2 separate regions of the Oryctolagus cuniculus genome follow, and region 1 is linked to region 2. Evidence: chromatin contacts called from public Hi-C data. All regions are on one chromosome and are shown on one strand. The core of a region is the stretch at or near the end of the contact, and the rest is flanking DNA. Distances in the headings are between cores, read along the strand shown.

The links. Hi-C and Micro-C count contacts between places; a contact is called where the count stands out from the background.
Region 1: a contact with region 2 is called in a Hi-C map of embryonic fibroblasts, with 3 times the contacts expected there. The contact joins two enhancer-like sites. A contact is called at or near these places in 5 of 6 Hi-C or Micro-C datasets (ear pinna, embryonic fibroblasts, psoas muscle and 2 more).

The regions. Positions count from the first base shown.
Region 1 is chr2:48,608,028-48,612,024 of mOryCun1.1, reverse strand. No RefSeq gene overlaps it. Among named protein-coding and RNA genes, the nearest start is that of CDCA2, 120 kb to the left of the region's middle. Within about 2 kb of position 1,849, at least 1 of the 8 cell types and tissues checked has an H3K27ac peak or open chromatin away from gene starts, as enhancers often do.
Region 2 is chr2:48,126,215-48,130,620 of mOryCun1.1, reverse strand. No RefSeq gene overlaps it. Among named protein-coding and RNA genes, the nearest start is that of EBF2, 46 kb to the left of the region's middle. Within about 2 kb of position 1,375, at least 3 of the 8 cell types and tissues checked have an H3K27ac peak or open chromatin away from gene starts, as enhancers often do.

The DNA.
Region 1 (3,997 bases), core at 600-3,099, 480 kb before region 2:
AACGTGAGTAAAGCATGTTTGTGCTCTGTGCATAATTGGCAGTGGAGTATGCAGATGAACTGGGTCCTCATATTCCCCTTTAAGGGCTATGACCAGATGCCCCTAGGCAGGCCTGAGAGCACAAACAGTGCTAGACTCCAGACAAGGGATGAGGCCAGAAGAGGATGCTCTTGAGTGGTTTAGGACCAATGCTCAGGGAAGAACACAGGAACTTCCATGGACGATCTGGCTGGACAATGAATTCAGACTTCACCCCCCTAAAGTGGATTAAGTATTTCTAACTATGTGGAATATGAATCAACTCTGTGAAATAAGCTTTATGTAGATGATTAAAGGCATAAAGAAGGAAGGTAACACACTATGACCATTGTTACAGCAAATACAGGCACAAGGAATCACCTCCTCAGGTGAACTTCTCTGTTTGGGATCTGAATGTTGTTATTTAAGGAATTTTAGACAAAGAATTCAGAATGTATACTACCAACCATACAACTGCATTTGATGCTATGTGATCATTGCAACATTACTGCAATGTTACTGAACAGTCACTGTGCCTTTATTTTTAAAGACCTCATGGATGGAATAATAAAAAATCTCAAAAAACAAATTCCAAAGTTTAAATAAATTTAAAAATTTCACTTTTAGTAACTGTTATGCAAGTATATTAGCAGAGGGTCAGATTCATTGAATCAAAGAATTAGGGTTCAAGGATAATGTGTATAATTGTCAGTGCACATTTTAAAATAAAATTTAAAATGGGAGTTGCATTTCTTTTTGGGAAAGAAACCTCTTGTAATTTTCCTGCCTGCTTGCTATTGTTATGTAGCGGGTAGATTTCTCTTCACATTCCTTTTGCATTATTGTAACAGACAAGTCTAAGACACTGTCTAATGTTAATTCTACACACTGCTGCCAATTATAATCAGAGCTAGTCAAAATAAACAAATTAAACAAATAAACATGTCAAAACATCTCTGATTTAGGGAAAATAAGCCAAGTCTGAACTCTCCCAGCGTTTCGGCATAAATGATGGGCTGTGGGCTGTAAAACGCTCCATAACATTTTTTCACCTTTGCTAGGGGGAAGGTGGGTCAGTTTAGAATTACAGCACAGCTCAACTTTGAGAAAGGGGTCTGTGACTGCAACCAAATCAAACCCAAATGTTGCTGGCTTCACCCTGGGTAGTAATGATCTGCCGCGTGCTCTAAATGCTTTAAAATGAAAGAAGGAAAGAAAGAAAACGCGGTTGATTCTTTGCTGACGTGATGCCAGAACCCCTAAATCACTGGAGAGGCTGAACACAACACAGGTGAAAAACACACCAAAGACGGATGTACATTTCAATATGAAACATACTGTCACTGTGACATTTCCCAATCAGCACGTTGAAAATACTAGGCAATTAAATTCGAAAGCTCTGTTGGCTTCACAAAGGAATATAAAACATGACTTTGCTACCCAAGTAGGATATCTTGGCTTGAGCTATGCTTTAGTAATGAGAGGGATATGAGGTAAAAGTTGTGTGTGTGTGTGTATGTGTGTGTACATAGTGGTATCTTAACCTATAAAAATATGGAGAGAGGTTAGTGGAGAAGGCTGTCATTCTGGCAGGTGGTTCTTGTAAAAAAGTGATCTCTTGAAGTTCAAGAAATTTAAAAATCTCCACACCCACCACTGGGCAGCAAGCCACGAAGCCAGTGATTTGCGCAGGTTCCTTGGCGTTCTTCATTCAAGCAGTCCTAATCCGGCACCAACTCAATGCCAGGCACTAGCCACAAAGATGAGCAGGGCTCGCTCAGTCCATGCCTTGAGGCACTCTCCCTTGTTACCTACTGGAAGTTTCAACGCTGAGTTTAAGTCAGGAAAGCGGCTGATAGGCAGCTGGGAAGGGCTGGGGGAGAGAAGGCTCTGACATGTCTGGCTGCTCCAATTTCACCTTTCCCTTGTCAGTGTATGGACTTGGGTAAGGGTATGCTCCAAGGAGAGGGGCTTTGCAAAGGAGCCAGAGGGGTGACATTCCCCACCGGCAGAAGACAGAGCGCTTGATTACTTCTCGCATCTCCCATGGCTTTTATTTTTAATGTGCGCTGTGTTTGGAAGGAAAGGGGGTGGGGGTGGAAATCATTGTGCCTTTGAAATGTTGTTTTCTGAGGACAGTATATAGAATCTTGGTTATTAACAACCTCTCACAAGACAGTTATTTTTGGAGTGGCCTCTTAGGAGGCAACCTCTTGGAAGTGAACTCATTTATTTTGCGTCTCACTGTCCTGCCATTTCCTGCGGAGAGAGGGGGAAAAGTGAAACCACATGTTTTGAGGAGCGAATGGAGGAAATCCCTCCGAAGACAAATGACGACTCCTCTCCCCTGGCAATTAGTCAAACCTGGGCTTCAGGCCAGCCCAGGTGTTCCCGACTGTGTATAAATTTGCCAAAGAACAATGAAAATAGCAGCTGATTGTGCTGACAGATTCTTCTGGTAATTTCCTGTTGTTTGGCATCTTCAGGTTACTTTCCCACAATTATGGCTGCTGATGAAGTCTGGGGCCCTTCGAAGTAATTTTCTAACTCTCTCCTTGCCCCTCTCTGTCATCTCACCAACGAGCCGCCTCCTACAACCAACTTAAAAGCAACGAAACAATCAAAATCCGAAACCAAGTTTAAAAAGATTTTGGAGTTGTAGATTTTTTCCCTCTTTCCCAGATGTTTGAATTTAATCCCTCAGCAAAAATACATATTTTAATGAGTCTGAATTTAAAAGAGGAAGAAAAAAATGATTTGCACCTGCATCATATAGAGTTTCTTGGCAACCGTGAGCTGGGATTCAGGTTCCTTCTGATTCTCCAACAAGTTGGAAGGTTTCCTTGTGTTGTCCATTAATATCTAATCTCAAGGAAGCTGGGTCAGGTTGGACTCACATTGAGTGCTGACCAGAAGGGCAGCTCCAAACAGGCTTGGGTGTCATCTTGATGTTGTCCCTTGCCTAAGCAAGCGACTTTGCTCAACTATTGCTCTTTCTTCCCACTACTAAAGTTTAAGAAAATGCAACTACTATTATGTGTGGGTGGAGGTTATTTTTGCACCCAAAGCATTTGGGGGCGAAATGAAAACGAGGAGAATTGCACAATTTTCTCAAATCTCCACATTATCCAAACTGTCAGGAAGCTATGCATACTTTCTTGGTTAGAGCAACTATGTACAGGATTTTTTTTTCCTTTGGAGGGGGTGGGGAGTGGGAGCTATTGTTGAGAAGCTGCCAAGAAGCTGGTTTCTTTCTCTCCCCCTTTCCCTTCCCTGGCCCTCTCAACCCCCAGAGGAGAGTCAATGTGAATGCTGCAATGTGGGCTTGCAGAAGAGTGGCTTAGGATACACTAGACCAGAGAATAATGTATTGAATTTTTCTAAACAGGGCTCCATGTCCCCTATTAATCAGAACTTCTAGTCAGGAGAATTGCAAACGAAATAAAGAAAATTCCAGGATAATCCACGGCATTTGAGAACAGGGTAAATCTCAGAACCTATCACATCTGAAAAATGTTTTTGAGATTGGCTTTGGATAACTGTTAGTCTACTCAGTTCTGGGTAGACTTTTGGTAGAAAGATTGCATTTTTTTTCTTATGCTCAGGTGGGAACTGTGTTTTAAAAACTCATTGAGCCTATATAATTAAAGTCTGAAAGGAACGGGCAAGCATTTTTCTAGATTCTTGGATCTCTTAAAATAAGAACAAAAACATTCAGGTGAAGGTGGATATGGGAGAATGTGGAAAATGACCCAGGTCAGGGAAATTTGCTGGTATTTGTGACATGTCAAAACCCTCTCACACTCATACACAGACTTGATTACCTTATGCTTGGGGCTATTCATAAGGAGAGTTAGTTATATTTATGGAAAACTGCCTCTAATTCATGTTACATGTTCTGTCCTTCATCAAAAGCCATCCATTTATTCATTTTTGATTCATTCATTAATGTAATCATTAATTTACTTGCCATTTGTTG
Region 2 (4,406 bases), core at 126-2,625:
GGCCCAAGTCCTTGAGCCCTGCACCTGCACGGGAGACCAGGAGAAGCACCTGGCTCTTGGCTTCGGATCAGCGTGGTACGCCGGCCACAGCGGCCATTGCGCGGTGAACCAACGGAAAAAAGGAAGACCTTTCTCTCTGTCTCTCTGTCTCTCACTGTGTACTCTGCCTGTCAGAAAAAAGCCTGAATGTCAGTGGAGTGAGTCGGTGTCATGGCGACAGAGCGTTGGGGCCGCAGTGGAGGGGCTGGCAGAGCAGTGTGACCGTGTGGGAGACAGGCTGAGGAGCACCACGTGGCCAGCCAGGGACAGGCTCTAAGAAGAGCAGCAGATGCTGCTGCTACTTAGCCTCCTCCCGCGGAGGAAGGAACCAACAAGAACCAGATGGGACTCGGGACCATTTCCCAGTACTTTTGCTTCCCAGGGGATCCTGGGCTCTTCAGGAAGCTCAAAGCAGTAGGTCAATTAGAAGCCAGACAGGATCCCAACAATGTGTATTGAATTCACTCTTGGAGAAGAGAGTCCTGCGAAATGGAGATTGGGGCCAGTGTTGTGGCATAGCAGGTAAAACCACCATCTGCAACAACAGCATCCCATATGGGCACCAGTTAGTGTCCTGGCTGCTCCGCTTCCAGTCTGGCTCCCTGCTAATGGCCTGGGAAAAGCTGTGGAAGATGGCCCACGTGCTTGGACCCCTGCACTCATGTGGGAGACCTGGAAGAAGCTCCTGGCTCCTGACTTCAGCCTGGCTCCACCTTGGAGGTTGCAGACACTAGGAGAGTGAACCAGCAGATGTAAGATCTCTCCCTACCCCCTCCCCCGTAACTCTAAACGTCAAGTAAATAAATAAACCTTAAAAAAAAATGGAGCTTGGGCTAGCACACTAGGCTTATTTTTCATAGAGCTGATTGGATGTTGAGGATCTAATTCCTGAGCTGGTCTAGATATAAGAATGGAAACCAGCAGTAGACCTACTAGCAAGATAAAAGGGAAGATAACCCAGGGAAATGAGGGAGAGAATAACATCAGCCATTATTTGGATGAATATGTGAGTGACGGGCTCAAGAACAGGTCTCAAGAGAGGGAAAATGTCCTTCTGGGAGGAGACACAAGTATAAGGGGGAGTTGGAATGTCAGGGAGAGCAAAACTTCCCTGTCCCAGCAGAGCCCTGAGGGGAATCACAAGGTGCCCAGGGAAGGATCCAAGGAAACAGTGAGCCCAGCAACTCCAAGTGGAGGGCGGGGGGAGACCGAGGGGAGGAGGAGGAGGGAAATAGAAGTGAGGGGAGAAGGGGGAGAAGGGAGAGAAGTGGAGAGTGAACATTTAAGGAGCCGAGGAGCTCCCTTGGATGCTGAAGACCTCTCTTGAAGCCACCATTGGCTCGGGCACAGCTCCGTGTGGCAGGTAACAACATGGCAAAGCTTGGCGTGTTCATGTTCCTTTCTTTTCAAATCCCTTCCTAAAGCAGGTATGAGTGCTACTTGCAAGGGGCCTATCCAGCCACGGGGTGCAGGCAGTGTACCTCCCGGGCTCCTAGCTAGGACTTGCACTCAAGCAAAGTGTGACAAACAGATGCTGCCATCCCCCAGGCTCTCAGAACACACTGTTTGCCTGGCTCGTCTGCCTGCGCTTTGGCCTTAACTCCTATTTCCCATGACTCTTACCCCACTTCCCCTCGGGGCCTGTGTCCTGCTGAACCCAGCCTGCTTGGCTGTGTTCCCAAAGCCTTCATTAGCACTCGCCCTTCCCCTGGGAGCCCGAGCTCACTGCCTGTTCCCGGTTTCACCGGCCCTTGGTAGGATAATGTTGTGATGTGTGGCTATCTCAGAACCATGGCTCAGCCCCAGCTAATGTCTCATCATTGCCTGCTGCCGGGAATCCATCCAGCTGTGTGCACCAGCCCTGGCTAAGACTTCCAAGTTTCAACTCTCAGCAGATTCAAGCCCGAGTTGGCCATGCAACTGCAATACAGTGGGGCAAGTGTTCTGCAGCACGTGCTGTATTTGGTGGGAGACCCTCCCCAACAGGGTGGCGGCCACTATCTAAGGAAACAGAGCACCTTCCATGCCGCTCACACCCACCTCTGCTGTCTTCCCATGCTGCTCCAGCTTTGTTCTAGATGTCCCTCAAGTTATAACACACACCTTACATCCATATGGCTGTCTTTAAAACAATCTGAGAAGTCCAGGTTATTTCCAATGCACTACTTATTTCAGAGGATAAAAAATACAACCTCAGAAGAGTAAATAAACTCAACTGATAGAGCTGTAATTTTCTGATAAGCGGGAACTCCTGATTTCTTTTTGGCCCACTGCCTTGGCAAGAGAGTGCCACTCAGCAAGGAATAAGCTACGTGTTACAGAGGTGCAGAAAAATAAAACAGGGAGAAGATGGAATTATGTTGATTACTGGTATGAGAAATGCTTTGGATCCCACAAATTATTCTCATAAAAACAGGAAAGAAAGTGAAGATACAAAATCATTAGGATAAAACTATCTTGGTTCCTTTTTGAAATAAATATCTGAATACATTTTCAGGTAGACAATGATCTACAATATCATATAACTGAAATTTTAGAAAATAATTTTATTTATTTTTTATTTATTTTTAACTTTTATTTAATGAATATAAATTTCCAAAGTACAGCTTATGGATTACAATGGCTTCCCCCCCATAACGTCCCTCCCACCCACAACCCTCCCCTTTCCCACTCCCTCTCCCCTTCCATTCACATCATGATTCATTTTCGATTCTCTTTATATACAGAAGATCAGTTTAGCATACATTAAGTAAAGATTTCAACAGTTTGCTCCCACACAGAGACATAAAGTGAAAAATACTGTTTGAGTACTAGTTATAGCATTAAATCTCAATGTACAGCACACCAAGGACAAAGATCCTACATGAGGAGTAAGTGCACAGTGATGACTCCTGTTGTTGACTTAACAAATTGACACTCTTGTTTAGGAGAGAGTCAGACAGAAAAAGAGGGAACTCTCATCCAGTGATTCACTCTCCAAATGCCTGCTGTGGCCAGGGCTGGGCCAAGACGAAGGCTGACCCCAGGAGCCAGGAATCAGTCCAGGTTTCCCACACAGGTGGCAGCAACCCAATTACTGGAGCCATCATGGTGGTCTCTCAGGGTCTGCACTAGCAGGAAGTTGGAATCAAGGACCAGAACCAGGGACTGTCCCCAGGCATCGCTCGCACGCAGCATCCTATCTGGCAGCCTAGCTCCTAGGCCAGATGCTTGTTGCGTTTAATTGAACTTTAGACTCGTGAGGGTACTTCAAACGTTCATGAAGAAATGGAATTAAAAGGCAAGCCCATTTGGGTGCAAAAAATGTTTGAAAGCCATGCATAGTGTTTTCATAGTACACAGTTCCCATGAACTCTCTGAAGGCCCTGCGTATTTTTAGGAAAATTGCAAATTAAAAACTTACAATAGTACCCTACTGAAAGAAGTAATTCCAGCATATGCCAGATGATCAAAATGATTTCGGCTTGATGGCTTCCTTCCTATGGGCTCCAGTGCAGGGGCTGCAGATTCACAGTGATGAATCATAGTGGTCCTCAAGTAGTGCCACGGGGCTCACCTTCTTACATGTACCAAATTCTTGGTCTCTAATCCCAGTCACTCAGATTCAATGGTCTGGATTGGGAGCTCGAAGTCCACATGTTGAACAAGCACACCAGATGATTCTAACGCACATGGTCTTTTACAGGCTTGGGGAGGGGGGTGAGGTGCTGTGAGGGGCCACAGTTCCTTCTGAATCACTAAGATGTATTTTAAGGTTGGAAAGCTAGTAACCCCTCATGAGTCACAGGTAACAGCCCTTATAACAGCAGTCGGCATACTCGATATAAAGCAACTCCCTGCCTAAGCATGTTGGACAACCGGTACCCTGAGTGTTCCCGAGTCAATATGCCCACTGGAGAATGGGCACAGCTGACTTGCTACGTGCCTGAACTCTACCCACCCACTCACTAGAGCAAACTTCAGAATATGCATCTCTGGGGCCAGCGCTATGGCACAGCGGGTTAACACCCTGGCCTGAAGCGTCGGCATCCCATATGGGCGCCGGCTCTAGTCCCGGTTGCTCCTCTCCCAATCCAGTTCTCTGCTATGGCCTGGGAAAGCAGTAAAGGATGGCCCAAGTCCTTGGTCCCCTGAACCCACATGGGAGACCCGGAGGAAACTCCTGGCTCCTGGCTTTGGATCGGCGCAGCTCCGGCCGTTGCGGCCATCTGGGGAGTGAACCAGCGGATGGAGAGCCTCTCTCTCTGTCTCTACCTCTCTCTGGAACTCTGACTTTTAAATAAATAAAATAAATCTAAAAAAAAAAAAAAAAGAATGTGCATCTCCTAGGTTCTCCTCCACAGCTGGAGCCGCTAACCCCATCTGCC